2 separate regions of the Gossypium arboreum genome follow, and region 2 is linked to region 1. Evidence: chromatin contacts called from public Hi-C data. All regions are on one chromosome and are shown on one strand. The core of a region is the stretch at or near the end of the contact, and the rest is flanking DNA. Distances in the headings are between cores, read along the strand shown.

What was found. A called contact is a pair of places that touch in the nucleus more often than the background predicts.
Region 2: a contact with region 1 is called in a Hi-C map of leaf, with 4 times the contacts expected there. The contact joins the promoter of LOC108462989 here to the promoter of LOC108486307 in region 1. A contact is called at or near these places in 2 of 5 Hi-C or Micro-C datasets (both in leaf).

The regions. Positions count from the first base shown.
Region 1 is chr6:101,723,315-101,727,452 of ASM2569848v2, reverse strand. It overlaps LOC108486307 (adenine phosphoribosyltransferase 5-like), which reads left to right and starts at 1,966. Exons shown (of 6, transcript XM_017790292.2): 1 at 1,966-2,339; 2 at 2,438-2,548; 3 at 2,993-3,085. The coding sequence starts at 2,240.
Region 2 is chr6:102,529,294-102,533,431 of ASM2569848v2, reverse strand. It overlaps LOC108462989 (G-type lectin S-receptor-like serine/threonine-protein kinase SD2-5), which reads right to left and starts at 2,225. Exons shown (of 4, transcript XM_017762918.2): 1 at 2,147-2,225; 2 at 1,295-2,144; 3 at 998-1,293; 4 at 306-996. The coding sequence starts at 2,225. The coding sequence ends at 530.

The sequences.
Region 1 (4,138 bases), core at 717-3,216:
GATTTTTATTTTATTTTTAAAAGTGGCAAAAAGTAATTCATAGAATCTTCTTTTTAGATTATGAGAAAGGAAATTTAAAGAGCGTTACACAATCCTAAATAATAAACACATTAGATCTTCTATTGGATTTTTCATTTTCCTAATCCTACTTTCATTTCTCCGCGCGTGTCCTTCACCAATCTAGTTGACTATTTGTCTGCAACGGTTTCAAAACCAAAACTAGCGGCTGGAAATATGGTTTTGCAATACCAAACCTTAAAACAATCAAAACGCCATCATATAATATGGATTTTTCATTTTATATATTCACATATTAATAAATTATTGGGTTTTTTTTTTTTTAGGTTGAAATGACAACCATTTGTTTAAAAGTGTTTTTATTATTTTAATAAAACTAAATATTTTTAGTGTTAATAACACATTCATTATGATATTAAATAAATTTATTTTTTTATTTAATATAAGGATTGCATAAATTTTTAATTACACCAAATGTCTCGATCTTTAACATATTTTAATTAAGTTATCAATATGTTGTTATATTAATTATGTCATTCTATTAGTTAATTGGTCAAGTCAAGTTTTGAATGTCAATTTGAATATTAAATACATGGATCATATTATAAATATGTTTGTATCTACTATATCAAGAACTTCACTTGACGTGTTAAAAAAAGACAATACTAATAAAAATTAGGCTAATTGTTTATTTTTTAATTCATGTGTTTTAAGGTCAAATTCTGCTGTTATTCCCTACACCATGTATATGTTGTGAATTTAGTTTCCATACTCTAATTTGGTTAAATTTTTGTCCATCTACTTTTTGAATTTTGAAATTTAGTCATGACCCAAACGATAGTAATCAAATCGATTAGGTAAAGTTCTACTATCAGTCCATAAGTTGTGATTTAATCCCTATTCTCCAATTTGACTATTTTTGGTCCTTTTACTTTCTGGAATTTTACAATCTAAACATGCCTCGATCAATAGTTGTTAAATCTATTAATTAAAATATTTGTTTTATTATGTTGTCAATGCATTATACATGTGATAATATATTTGCTATATAAGATTTTGGAAATAGCAAAATATAACTTAACAAATTTAACTATTGTCTTTTGGTCAAGATTATAGTTGCAAAATTTGAAAAGTACAAGAACTAAAAATGACCAAATTAAAGTATATAAACTAAATCTACAATTTACGCATAGTAGAAGGACTAATAGTATAATATATCTTTGTGTTTTAAATATGCTCAACGTTAAATTTAAACGGGTTTTTAATGCCCAGCCTAATAGCCAATCTTACGAATGTCCTTATAAATACAATATCGACACTTTGATGACTAAATTAGAGCACTTTAAACTTTGATGACCCAATTTAGAATTTGATGACCCAATTTAGAATTTAAGTCATAATTGAAGGGTGCTTGATGGAATTAACCATTTTTAATAAGGGATAAAAGCAACATTTACTCCGCAAACTTGGTAGCTTTCTCCAACTTGGTCCTTTTAACTTTTTAGTCCACATTAATCTTAAAAACTGGGCAAGTTTTCTTATTTTGACTCTTAAACTAGGATTCCAACAATGTGAGAGAATGTTTCACTATAAAATTATACCATATTATCACTTGAAAATTTATAAAAATTATATAAAATGCAAAAGATTACAAAAAAACCTAAGAAATTATAATTTTCTTTTAAAATATTTCAAATGATGACGTGACAAGTACCATGCCATTATACCTTAATGGAATACAAGTTTAGGAAACTAAAAAGGGAAAAACTACCAAGTGCTAGGACTAATGTGGATTGGGAAAAGAGTTTAAGGACTAAGATAAAAAAAATTACCAAATTCAGATACTGAAGGGTACTTTATCCCTTTAAAACAGCAAAGGAAGATTTATGTGTAAAGCGTGTTAGAAACGTGCCATTGAGAAAAGGTGATGGGTAAAAACATTAATGCCTTTTGGGGCAATGGTTCTTCTTCGGTCTGCCCAAAACATAAATAGACAACAGATTATAGTATTTAATGCACTTACCATATCCTCTCTATGTCTGTGTGTATATATATCTCAAGGATAAACATTAAACAATTGCAACTAACACAAGATTTCATCTTTTTAGTTCAATTTTAAGGAGGAAAAGCAACCCCCCCCCCCCCCCTTCTTTTATCCTCCTGCTATAAACCAAAGGCAGAGCTTTAAAAACTAGAGTGTTGAAACAAAAAAAGTTCAAAAATGGTGGAAATGTTTGCGGCTGAGAATGGACTTAAAGGAGACCCAAGGCTTCAAGCTATATCAAACGCCATAAGGGTTGTTCCTCACTTCCCAAAACAAGGTCTTTTCCCCCTCTTTTTTTTGTTTTTTTGTTTTTTATTTTCACTGAAGGACTGTGTTTTTAAAGAAGACGGTGTTTGTTTCTCGGGGAAAAAACAGGGATTATGTTCCAAGACATAACAACGTTGTTGTTGGATCACAAGGCGTTTAAAAATACGGTGGACATATTTGTCGATCGATATAAAGACATGGATATCTCTGTCGTTGCTGGTACTCGCTATCTTGTCTCTTCTTCTTCTTCTTCTTCTTCTTCTTCTTCTTAACTACTCTGTTTTTTTTTTCTTTTTCTTTTTAAATGTATTTTACTTGGTGTTTTATATATTCTTTTTAGGGAAAGAAATTAAGCAGGTCTTCAAAGCTGATTTGTGCCGATTTATTTATTTATTTATGTTCCTTAATGTTTAGAAGCAGCATTCTTTATAATTAGTTATTATTAATATTTATTATTTTTGACATGGATAATTTTCTTTTATTATTGGAAATGATGTTTTAAAAAATACAAATAAGCTTCTTCATTTATAAAGGTTACAATTAGAGTTAACTATTTGTGGACGATATTATAAAGGTTAAGTTACGTGAATCAAATTTTAAATTTGAGAGATTAAAATGATATTTTGGGCTTTTGTTTTTAAAGATAAAAACATGTTTATGTAGGAGTTGAAGCAAGAGGATTCATGTTTGGTCCAACGATTGCCTTAGCCATTGGTGCGAAGTTTGTTCCTCTGCGAAAACCCAAAAAGTTGCCAGGTACTTGTATATATACATATACACATAAATGTATAAATAATGTATACAAACAGGGGCGGTTTAGGTGGGCTGGCAGGGGTGCGTAACCTCAAAATGGAAATTTTTTATTTAAATCTTTTATAATATATAAAATTTTAAATTATTAATAGTAAAATTGTACTTTAGTCTCTTAAAAATAATAAAATTTTAATCTAATTCTCTAAAAATTATAAAGATATAAACTATTAAAATAACAAAATTACATTTTTACTATAATAAAAATATATCATTTAATTTTAGGCCTCAAAATTTTTTTAACTTTACCCCTACCTCCCTAAAACGTATTTTTGAATATGCCATTGTGCATATATATATATACATACGTGTATATGTAAATACTTATATGAATTCAAATTTTGATAAAGGAAAATGGATATTAAATTGTAAATTTTAAGAAATTAAAATATAATTTTATTTATAAATTAATTTATGATTTTATTAGTTTTGAAAGAATTCAATAAAAAACTTATTTTATTTTTAAAGGATTAAAATATAATTTTATTATATGTTAATTTATTATTTCATTGTTTATAAAGAAATTGATTTATTATTACTTTTTATTTTGGGGCCTAAGGGGTTGCATGCCCTTGGATTCAAAGGGCTTTCACTCCCCTCATTTTAAAAATTATTATTATGCTCTTAGCAAATTTTAAAATTACTCATTAAAGTTTTATTTTTAAATAATTCAAGTAAATACTCAAAAAATATATTTTTTTAAATTATCATTAAATCCCTTAAACTTTAAAAAAGATTTAATTAAATCCTTCCACAATTAAATGGGAAAACCCATCATATAAATTCAAAGAATGCATATAAAAATGGAATGGAGATAGTGGTGGCTGAAATGATTGAAAGGGGTTGCTTTAATGGTCAAGAGTAGGTGGGGTGGATTTCAGAAAAAAATTGTACTAATTATTTAAAAGAAAAAAAAAACACTGTATTTTTTATGATGTCAATCATGTAGGCATGACCTCATAAAATCAGCATATTTCAGTAATTTTAAAAGAAAAATCT
Region 2 (4,138 bases), core at 976-3,475, 810 kb before region 1:
TTGAATTCTTTTCAAGTCGAACTCAAACTCGAATAACTTGTCAACACTACTATCTCGTTTATACCTTTACTATTTACGACTTAAAATGATCCAAACTCAATATAATTTTAACTCAAAAATCACAAATCTAAAATAAAATTTATCCAAATTAACCCATATTTAGAATTATTCATGGAATTATTCAAAATTTGTAATATCAAAATTGATTGGATGCTAATTTAAAATTGACTCGATGTAGTACCATTATAAATTTATATATTGAATATGTAAATAATTATATTAATTAAATACAAAATAAATTGATATATTTATTTATGTAAATATATATAATCAAATCAAAATTAAAGATTCATATATACACCTCAAAACTGTGTGTATAACTCCACCAAATCTAAATTCATGATTAAATTGCATATCCAATCAAGTTAATGTTCTATTTTGAGATTTGTCTCTAATCCATGACTATCATACAAACAAAAAGGAACTATGTTGGGAACAGTTGAACTACAACTGTCCTCCCAAGAAACCGTTATCTAGGACCAGAAAGTCGAACAGCTGAAAGATAATCACCATCGTTGAACTCCGATAGTGCTGAGGCTGAAACTGTGCCATCTCCAATCACGCCTGTCGATTCAAATAAACTCCAATAAAGCCGAGAACCTAACGGAGAAGACATTGGTGGTTTTGGAACAGGGAAGAGACCTTCTAGCATTTGAACAACTTTGTTCATTGATGGCCTTAAATGCATATCTTCCTGTATGCACCATAATGCAACTTTGATAGCAGTGTAAATGCTCTCCTCCTTGCCTTCTATGCTCAGCCGTGGATCAAGGATTTCGATAAGCTTCCCTAACATCTTGAAAGCGAAGGATGGAAAATACGATTTTTATGAACATTCGGAGGGGTCAAAGTTTTTCCTTCCCCCGATGATCTCCAGCAGCAGCATGCCATAGCTGTAAACGTAGCTATTCTCTGATATTGCGTAGCTTATAATCCATTTGGAGGTGATGGATACATCCGATAATGCCAACTTCAGCTCGAAATTCTTTTGTCCCTTGACCAATACCTTTCAATTTCTTCATAGCAAGCTGAGTTCCATCGGGAAGTGTTCCTTGGTACACCGAGCTGAATCCTCCCTCTCCGAGCTTAACAAAGAAGTTATTCGTAGAAATTTGAAGGTCGTTATAAGTGAACCGAGTAGGCATTCCAGTTAAACCCTCAAAGAAGGTATCCTCTTCTAAAATGTCACCAGGAGATTCTAGCATTGCTCTCTTTCTCTTATAGTATCTCAATGACAAAAAGTAAGACTAAAATGAAAACTATAGTAGAAACCACTATAATCACAACATATGGGAAGGCTCTTGTCCCTTTTGCACCCTCTCCACCATTTTCATTTCTCGACATCACAAAAGCAACCAAATTGGACCTGTGTTTAGATCTCTGAAAGCTCCCAACGTCATTAAACAAGAAACAATCCCTCGAACTGTTGTCATAGAACATAACTATATAGTGGCAACTACTAACACAAGATGCTTTGCAGCCACTCAGATCGATTTTCAATGAAGGAGAAACATAGCCAAGTGTGAAATAATCGAGGCCGGTTCCTACATCTATAAGAGCTACATCACCATCCTTTCCATTATCACAATGGGAAGCAATGCCAGTTTTGCAAGTGCTCGGGCTAAGCTCCAACGAACACTGGCACTTAGTGTTTCCTACCAAATCGGAGCAAACAAAATAAGGCATAAAAGCTTCAGGTGTACCACACGGATCATCGGGAACTTTTGAAGTTCCCGAAGACCCTTTTGCATTTAGATTGAAGAACCTTATAAACCCATCACTTCCCAACACTGCGATCCAAGTTGCTTTCACATTTACATCAACCAAATCCGAGATACTAAACTGCCACAACAACACTTTGCTTTCATCGAAGAACCTCCACGAATTCCCATCAATAGAAGCAAAAGCCACCTTCCCACCGTTTTTGTCAATGTTCCTTCGAGCATCTTTTCCCATCGACCAATAGGGCTGTGGATTCGAGTAACTGGCGGAGAGAACCATGTTGCCATGCTCAATTTTGAGGACATAACTCAAGCTATTAGGATTAGGATTGCTTACAAGCTTCATCCCTTGTTTAAACATGGGGTATTCGAAGGATGACCAAAGCTCTCCCACATTACTTTCCCATCACCCCTTTGGAAAACCAAATTCCCTGAATCCTGCATGATAGAGTTTATATAGATTTAGTTGATGCAGTTAGGTAGTTAGTACGAAGCTGTTAATACAGCTTGCATTTGTTGAAGAGTTGTTACAGTGAAATTATTCTAGTGTTCTATAAATACTACATGTACAAATGAATTCGATAAGCAAGGTTTTCAATTCAATATACAGCATCAGAATTAGTTCTTCATTTTCTCTATATTAAACACTGGTTAAGTATAGTTTCTTGCATGGTATCAGTCGCTATGTGATCTTGGTGTTATGGCTGCCACAAAATCTGCTGACTCTGTTGCGGTTGATGGTGGTTGTACTGCTTTCACTGGTGAAAAGGTCGTCAACTCTTTTCCTCGGCATGATCTTGTGAAACTTGATGAAGGAACCTTCATTCAATGGCAACAACAGGTACGTTTAATCTTATGAGGATATGGTCTGATAGGATTTCTAGACCGCACTTTGTCTTCGTCGGCGAGGTTTGTTCAGTCACCAGATGGTAGTCTTGCTCCCAATCCATCTGTGCTGGTTTTTATGAAACAAGATCAGTTTCTTGCATCGTGGTTGCTTTCAACGATAAGTAGCTCCTTGTTAACCTCATTTACGGACGCCAAAACGGCCTGCGATGTGTGGACAACAGCAACAAGTTTGTTCGCGGCTGACACCGGTACTACACAATCTAGGATTCGTCACGAGCTTCATTCATTAAAGGAAGGTATGCTCTCGATTAAGGATTATGATTCTCGTATAAAGAATTTGGGTGCTCTTTTGGAAACTTCAGGCACTCCTATTCTAGAGGCTGAGAAGACGGAAATTATGCTTGCCGGATTACCTCCTGAATTTGATACCATAGTCTCGTCGGTCTCTGTTTCGTTCGACTTAGTGCCGTTTCAAAAACTTGTCGATGCCTTGGTGGAGTATGAGAATCGCCAGCTAAGGGCGGTTCAAGAGGTATATTTGCACGCAAATCTCGTCGAGAGAACGCCGTCGCAAAATTTAGAAGGCTCTGTTCGTAGTGTGTGCCCTCTATTCGGTGGCCATGGGAGAGGTTTCCGGCCGCGCGTGCAATGTCAAATCTGCAACAGAGTTGGGCAACTTGCTCAGAAATGCTATTACAGATTCAATCGTGAGTTTGATGCCTCGTTAATGATGAATCAGTTGCAGTGAGATGGTGATCGGCTGCACTTGTGAATGATTTTCCAGCGCCGGCGTTTGGGCACTCTACTGGGCAATTTGGCTATGCGCCGCAAGGAATTTTTGGTGATGGTGGGGGCTGGTCTTCTTCGCAATGGTTGAAGCTCTCCCATCCAAATGGCCAACATTATTTTGCTCACAATCAACTTGGTCAAAATGGCTTCTCAAATTGCAATCCAGCTGGAGCACGTGGGTCTACAGGTATGTTTAATGTGCATCCGGAATTTCCAAATTTGAATTGGCCTGGGTATGCGTATAGGCCTGCTAAATATGGGCCAAACAGGCCGACTGCTAATGATGTTTTACATGCGCAAGCTGGGGTAAATAGGATGGATGAAAATCTTGATGTTTTTGGGCCTGAAAATTTAAATGGTGTTGGGCCAATAAGTAATTGCGTTCAAATGGGCTGTCCATTGGGTCATGGACGTCTTGTTGGACAATCCAATCGTGATAGATGTGATGCTTCAGCCTCACCTATTCCTTGGAGAACCAAACTGTGCGCTCACGTCTATACTGGTTCAGACCCGTGTATTGGTCTTCCTAGGGTCGGTGATTTGCATGCGTCTGATTTTTCAGAGTCATCTAGTTTGCATGTTAATACTACTCAGTTTGGCACTACTGATGGTGGCACAGACTCGTATATACCCTTGCCTGTTGGTTCTGCCTTTGCCTCATGGTACCTTGACTCGGGGGCTAGCAATCATGTCTGTCGTGATGTTTTAGTGCTGTGAGA